Linked DNA regions of Rattus norvegicus: region 2 is linked to region 1. The links are chromatin contacts, called in public HiChIP or PLAC-seq maps. All regions are on one chromosome and are shown on one strand. Each heading gives the region's core, a stretch centred on a gene start, on an enhancer-like site or on the middle of the called end of the contact. The rest is flanking DNA. Distances are from core to core; before and after follow the strand shown.

What was found. HiChIP or PLAC-seq counts read pairs in DNA pulled down with a chosen protein or histone mark.
Region 2: an H3K27ac HiChIP or PLAC-seq map of oligodendrocytes shows a contact between it and region 1, with 6 times the contacts expected there. The contact joins the promoter of Polr1b here to the promoter of Zc3h6 in region 1. A contact is called at or near these places in 5 of 12 Hi-C or Micro-C datasets (Schwann cells, kidney and liver) and 1 of 1 datasets of contacts at active chromatin or transcription factors (oligodendrocytes).

The regions. Positions count from the first base shown.
Region 1 is chr3:136,655,350-136,658,811 of GRCr8, reverse strand. Zc3h6 (zinc finger CCCH type containing 6) reads right to left here and starts at 1,398. Exons shown (of 12, transcript NM_001107772.1): 1 at 990-1,398. The coding sequence starts at 1,021.
Region 2 is chr3:136,785,860-136,789,377 of GRCr8, reverse strand. It overlaps Polr1b (RNA polymerase I subunit B), which reads right to left and starts at 2,248. Exons shown (of 15, transcript NM_031773.2): 1 at 2,012-2,248; 2 at 164-331. The coding sequence starts at 2,188.

The DNA of each region.
Region 1 (3,462 bases), core at 149-2,648:
GTGATTTTTGTTGTTTTTTGTTTTGCTTCTGTATTTAGGGATGGAAGGTGTGTGCAATGCTTTATCAAAAGCATATCAAATTACTCAGGAATTCTTAAGTCTTATGGGCCACATTAGAGCACAATGTATCTCTTGAGACTACTGACAAAGCAGTGTGAGGATGTCGATTTTCAAGTTAATATTCTAAGTAGAAATCGATTTTGCATCAGGAGTTTTAATAAAAGTCCTGCTCTGACCCCTTTAAAAACTTGGTTATCAATGTAAATTTGAAGTTAAAAACTTAAGAGTATATTCTGTAAATGGCACCAAATCACTGAATGGTGCCAAGAACGTGCCTCTAGGAGCACAACAAAATTAAAAAGGAAATCTTAATCTCAGCTAAATGGTCAAATGATATTTTTAGCACCTAGGAACTCAGGTAAAGCTAAAAAATCTGCAGTCTACTCGTGTTAACGTATTTAATTTGAAAACTGTCATTTCACTTTCCTGGGGTTTCCTGCGGCAGACACATAGCCTGGGAGTGGGGGATGGGAGGGAAAGAGGCTTTTTTCAACCCCCTAAAAGCTAAACATGTTTATTTTCAGAGGTGGACTCGGGTAGGAGGCAAACATCCACAAGGCCTACTACTGAGCCTTCGAGGACGGTGCCAACGGGGCTGCCGTCGCCGGTCACTGGCCTGGCGAACAGACGCCGCAGCCGCCCGCGCGGCGCCGACGACAGAGCCGGGCCGGGGGCGGGGGGCTCGCACGTGCCCGGCGGGGGCGGGGCGGCGAGCGGCGACCCCGGCTCCGGGAGGCGGGCGCGGCCGGGTCGGCCTCCCCCGCGGCCGGCTGGCAGCCAGCTGCGGTGGACGAAGGTGCGCGTCATGGAACCGATGGAGCCACACAGAGACGTCTAAGTCATGCAGGAGGCGCCCGGCCCCGGCCCGCTCCCGCCGCCCCGACCCCTCCTCTCATCCGACAGAAAGACAGACAAGAAGGGTTCCCGACCTGTCGTGCCCTGCATGTTCAGAGTCTGTCATGTTTGGTCAAGAACGGGGCGGGGCTGGAGGGCAGGTCTGGAGGCCGGCGGCGGGACGCGGGGAGGACCGCTGCGCCGCCTGCGGGCACCTGTTCCCGGCCGCCGCCGACAGGTGACGAAGTGGTAAAAACTCACGGTTACTAGTGAGCGACACAGACACAGACTTTCCAGTCTATTAACAACCACGCCAGAGAGATGGGGCTCTAACTGCAAAGACTGGGCAACGGCCCCGCGCTGCCGGCGCAGCCGCTCTAGTCTGTATTCGCCGCCGGAGGCTGAGGCGTGGGAGCCGGCGGGCGGCGTGCAGCGACGCGGGGATTTGGACAGTGGCCGTAACGGTGATTTCTCCTCACCAACATGGCGGCACCCGAAACAGGCGGCTCAGAAAATGGCGCCGGCCGCAACACCTTGCCCGGGACTAAAGGGCAAGTGAGATTCCTCCGCGAACCGCGGTCCTCCCCAGTCGGCTGGGGCTGAGCGCATTGGCCATTGGAGGAAACTGCCGTCAATCACCTCCAGGGGCGGGCTTTTAATACGCACACTGCGGCACGCTGTATGGCTGCGGAGGCAGCAATAATCTGATGGCTGGGAGGCCAGGGATGCGGTTCGGTGGCGCTTAGAGTTATATCGGGCGGGGCAGGCAACCCCGCTAGTCCTGCTATGTCCACTAGGTCCTCTGTGCCCTTTGGACTTCGGGACAATCACACTGTCCCCCTCCACCCCACCATCGTTACTGTGGGACAAAGAAAGGAACTCAGGACTGGCGGTTATCTTTGTAAAAGAAACCAAAAAAAACCTTTCTTTGTTGCCGAAAGAACTTGGAATCATCCTTAAGTCCTTAAACATGTGGCTGTTATCAGTCTCCGTAGTATAAGGAAGACTGCTTGACATGCAAATTTTTTTGATAATACTAAATTCACCCAATCATTTCTTGAGGATTTAAAATAGCTATTGAGGTCATTAAAATATGATCGTGTCTATTTGCATCTTAGATGTGGAATGCGTTCGAGTATTTCATAAGATCAAGACTGCATTTCTGTGTTGGGGATTTAGCTCAGTGGTAGAGTGCTTGCCTAGCAGGCGCAAGGCCCTGGGTTCGGTCCCCAGCTCCCAAAAAAAAAAAAAAAAAAAAAAAAAAAGACTGCATTTCTTCGTATGTCCGTGGCCTTCAGAAATAATCTTGAAATGCTGAGTAATGTATACTTAGTTCTGAAGGAAAGTTAATTGCTTTTTATTAAAATGATGAGCTTAAGTGTCCAATCTTCCTAAATACACGATGTCTTTTGTCTTTGAATGTTCTGATGTGTGAATAACATGCATTCAAAGAACAATTGTGATTAGATAAATGTGAAAAGAGAAAAATCAGCTTTTAGTTGAATGCAGCTCTTGACAAGACTTGAACCCAGTTTTTCAGCTGGTGGCCCATTATTTATAGGAAATTTTCAAAAGGCACATCTATTTTATCTAGAAAAGCAGTTTAGTTTCTGGAACTAAAATGTCAAGCCTTTTCATTTAATTAACCATTTGACTGAGAACGGTGAATAGCTGAAGTTATCCAAAGGCTTTTGGGGTGTAACAGCTGCTCTTCACAACCTCATTTTCCACTTAGGTATTAAAGTAGGGACTTAGGATTTGTATCTGAGTTTTTTTAAATAAAAAAAAAAATCTTTGAACTGGTTCACATTTGAGTGTTTGATGTCTTTAAATTTGTCTGAAAGTTAAATGCACACCAAAATAAATTCTAGGCATTAGCTTAGTCTTTGAAAAACAACTTTTAAAGTGCTGCCTCGAGACAAAATTAAGATACTGACACACTTGAACGGTCCCATTGTTGGCTATTTAGGCCAACTGAAGAAACAAGGAAAGGATTCCCGGTGGTGTACTCTACCTGTAAACTTTGTATACTTGTAAACCCTCAAGGTGGGAAAGCAGCAGGTCTCATCTGATGAGCTCAAAGCAGCCAGACCGAGCCCCCCAGATGTCCCTAACAGGTTATCTTTTAAGGGCTACTACAGTCATTCCCAGCCAGAGATAAGAGAGTGGCCAGGCACTGCCCTACAAGGAAAAAAAAAAGTCCTACCCTTTCCTGAAGAGGAAATCTCAGTAATCCCTGAGCTCGTCACAGAAATCAGTTCCTGAGCATGAGAACCCACAAATCCCTGAACAGAAAAATTCATCAATCCCTGAACTCCCCTCAAACTTGGAAACCCAATCACCGTCAGACTGGAAAACTGGAAAGCTCCGCCCTCTAAGAAATCTGAAATCTGTTTCCAAAACAGTTACAGCTTCTCCCTCTTATTCATATACTCATTAATTATTCATGGAGTTGGACCGAATCCAAGGCCTTTCCCACACACATGGTCATTTGTCTGCTGGTCCACCTGGCTGATGTGGTACAATGCCCAGGCTAGCACCGATGTACTTCATTCCAGATCCTCCCTC
Region 2 (3,518 bases), core at 999-3,498, 130 kb before region 1:
GAGGTACTGACTTCATGTTTCAGATGACACTCGATCCCTTTAGAGGAAGACACGATCATTTCAGTGGCAACGCTAAGGAAGCAGGCCTTTCCTATAACCTTATTAGGCCCCAGCCCTAGTCTCAAGTGTGCAGGGACGGCTGCCTGCCACCACTGATGCTCACCGTCAGCTTCCCTCGGTACGTGCTCCTCCGGCCACGGCACTCAGCTGGATAAATGTTGAGCTCTTTGCAGATGGTCCCTTTGGGCACTGCGGGTGGACTGATGGCAGCGTCCACAATAGTAAGAGATATGCGCTCATCTTTGAAAGCAAATTCGAAGGGAGGTATGGCCTGAAAGACAATTCACCCTGCTAAGTCACTTACATTTTTTAACACACTCTTCACTAAGAGTCTCTGAAATCACCATGGTCTACACTCACTGACATCTACCACGCAGCAAATCTAAAAGGGACTAAAGCTATACCTAACTGGTTACTTCGCCAACTCTTTAATTATAATGTGTTTACCAAGGGCTTTTTTAATGGTGCGCTGTGTATCTGATTCTGCAGTAGGTGCTACAGACACAGAAAACGCTAAGCCAAGAGTCCACCTTCTCTGCGCATAGGAAGACAAGGAGAACTGCTTTTTTTACCGGCAAGTACATGATGATCTAAATGTTCAGCTCTGTATATTTTATTCCCTCAGACTGAAGCCTGGCAATTCAAAGAATTGTAAATGGCTTCTGTATTTCCAAGTATCAGTCAGACAGTCAAAGCTCTCCCACATCTCTCCATCCCTAATTCTCACAATACAGTTGTTTGACAACAAAACCTCAGGGTACCGTCTACTACATATGTCCCTCCCCGAACCTACTCCCTCCAGAGGGAACGCACCATCTTCTTCTCTTAACCTTATCTAATGTAGACCTTTCTAAACACCTGGAATAGTTGCACTTCCATGGTGCTCCTGACTAAAAAAGCTCTACATCTTAGAGCAGTTCTCAAGAGAATGCCATTGACTGCTTGTAGGTGCCTGCTACCCCTACACAACCAACAAGGGTGAGGTACACTTAAACCTGAGAGGTGTCTTACTCTCAGAGCGTAGTGCCAGGACTACAGATGCTAACAAAAAGAGACCTTGCCTTATCGTCCTTTCCTGAACTCTGCTACCATGGTTACAATGATCCCCTGGGCTTTTTTTTTTTTTTTTTAATCTTCCTCAACAGGCCCAACTCAGAAGAGGTGGCAAGTTTTTCTCTTGCAAATTCTTTTTTTTTTTAAAGATTTATTTATTATATATAAGTACACTGTAGCTGTCTTCAGACACCCTAGAAGAGGGCATCAGATCTCATACAGATGGTTGTGAGCCACCATGTGGTTGCTGGGATTTGAACTCAGGACTTCTGGAAGAGCAATCAGTGCTCTTAACCACTGAGCCATCTCTCCAGCCCTCTTGCAAATTCTTAAAAGAAGCTGGGTGGTGGTACACACCTTTAATCCCAGTACTTGAAGGCAGAGGCAGGCAGATGTCTGTGAGTCCGAGGCCAGCCTTGGTCTACGGAGTTCCTGGACAGCAAACGCTACCGAAACCCTGTCTCGAACCGTTCCCGCTCTCCTGGCCCCCAAAGGAAACTCTAAGGGAAGCAAACTGAAGGATGTGCTCTGCTGCAGCCTGTCTGAATCAGCTTGGAACCTTCTGAGGTAGTTTTAGAACGTAAGACTCCAGGTGTGAAAAGGCGTGAGCGCTGTCAATGGGCGGAAAACAGTCTCAAATAGATCACGTCCTCACTCTCCTTTCACAGTACCCAAAACCAGGGCTCGTACCCACATATAAATCCAGAAATCACAAATACATGTTTCCCTCCATCACTAGGCTATAAGTTGTTTTCTCTCTGAACTATCCCAAAGAACTGTAGGGTGAGCTTGCATCACTATTTGAGGTCATACTGTGGCCTCCCGGCCACCTCCTCCAACCTCAGGGACCCTCCGGCCGAGGGTTCGGGCTCCGGAGCAGAGAGTGCGCTCCACTCACCTGCACCGCGTGGCTCAGCCCCTCCAGCACTGCGTAGTTGAAGGAGTCCACGTGCGCCCGCGTCAGGTCCTGCAACGCCGCCTTTTGCTGCTCCGGAGGAACCGCGTACGAGGGGTCGGTTAAATGCTTTAGGCTGGGCCCGCTGGGCAGGTTCCGCCACCGGCTGTCGACATCCATGCTTCTGCGAGCCCCGGACGGGAAACCGGAGCTACGACTCCACTCGTGGACCGCAGGAATGGCCGGAGCAACCCTACAGCCACCCTACCCCGTGGCCTGCTGGGAAATGTAGTTCCTCTTGTTCTGCCCGCCCCACCTTTGGTCCTTCCATTTCTCACGGTCGACTGGAAACTTAAACCATGGCGTGGTTGGACCTGTTAAAACTACACACAAGACACCTTTAATTCCAGCAATCGGGAGGCAGGGGAATCTCTGTGGATTCGAGACCAGTTTGGTCTAAAAAGCGAGTGCTAGGACATCTTAGGGCAATAACACAGAGGTGTCTTGAAACACCGAGAGAGGGAGGGAGGGAGGGAGAGAGGGGGAGGGAGGGAGGGAGAGAGGGGGAAGGGAGGGAGGGAGAGAGAGAACACTACATAGACAGGCAGATCTGCCTCTTCCTCTAAACTTCGATGTTTTGTATCCTACAAACCGTACTAAATCCCTTTCCACTTTAGTGTGTGACCTCTGTGACCCATATTAGCTTAATTAGTCAATTAGGACCCGATAGAAGTATCTTTAACGGTTCCCTTCTGTCCCTTTTCACAGCTTGCCTCTTACATCCTGATGCAGACTTTAGGAGACTCTGAAGTCTTGGCTTCTACTGAAATGCAGATTTGGGGCACCAACCTGTCCTCTCTACTCAACTCTTGGTTTATTATAATAATAATTATTTATTTATTGTTGTTTCTTTGTTTTTTGAGTCAGGGTCTCTCTATGTACTCCTGGCTGTCCTAGAACTTGCTTTGTAGACCAGGCTGGCCTGGCACTCCATCTGTCTCTGCCTGAGTGCTGGGTTAAAAGCATGTGCCACCACCCATGGCTCTGTCTCTTTCTCAACTCTTTTTATTTTTTTAGTTTAGTTTTTTCGCATACATTGCATTCTGGCCTCAGTTTCCCCTCCATTCCCTCCTCCCAATCTTCCCCCCTACCACCGTTCTCCTCTAAATCCACTCCTCCTCCATTTCCCTTCAGAAAAGAGCAGGCCTTCCAGTTATATCAACTGAAAATGGCATAACAAGTTACAATAAGCCTAGACACAAACCCTCATATCAAGTCTGGACAAAGCAAATCAGTAGAAGAAAAGTATCCCAAGAGCAGGCAAGAGAGTCAGAGACGGCCCCTGCTCCCACTGTCAGAAGTCCCCCAAGAATACCAAGCTATACATCAATACATGCAGAGGACCTAGCTCAGACCCATACAGGCTCCATGATTGTCGATGCAGTCTCTGTGAACCTCGACGAGCCCTGGTTATTTGATTCTGTGGGCTGTGCACTTATGGTCTACTCTA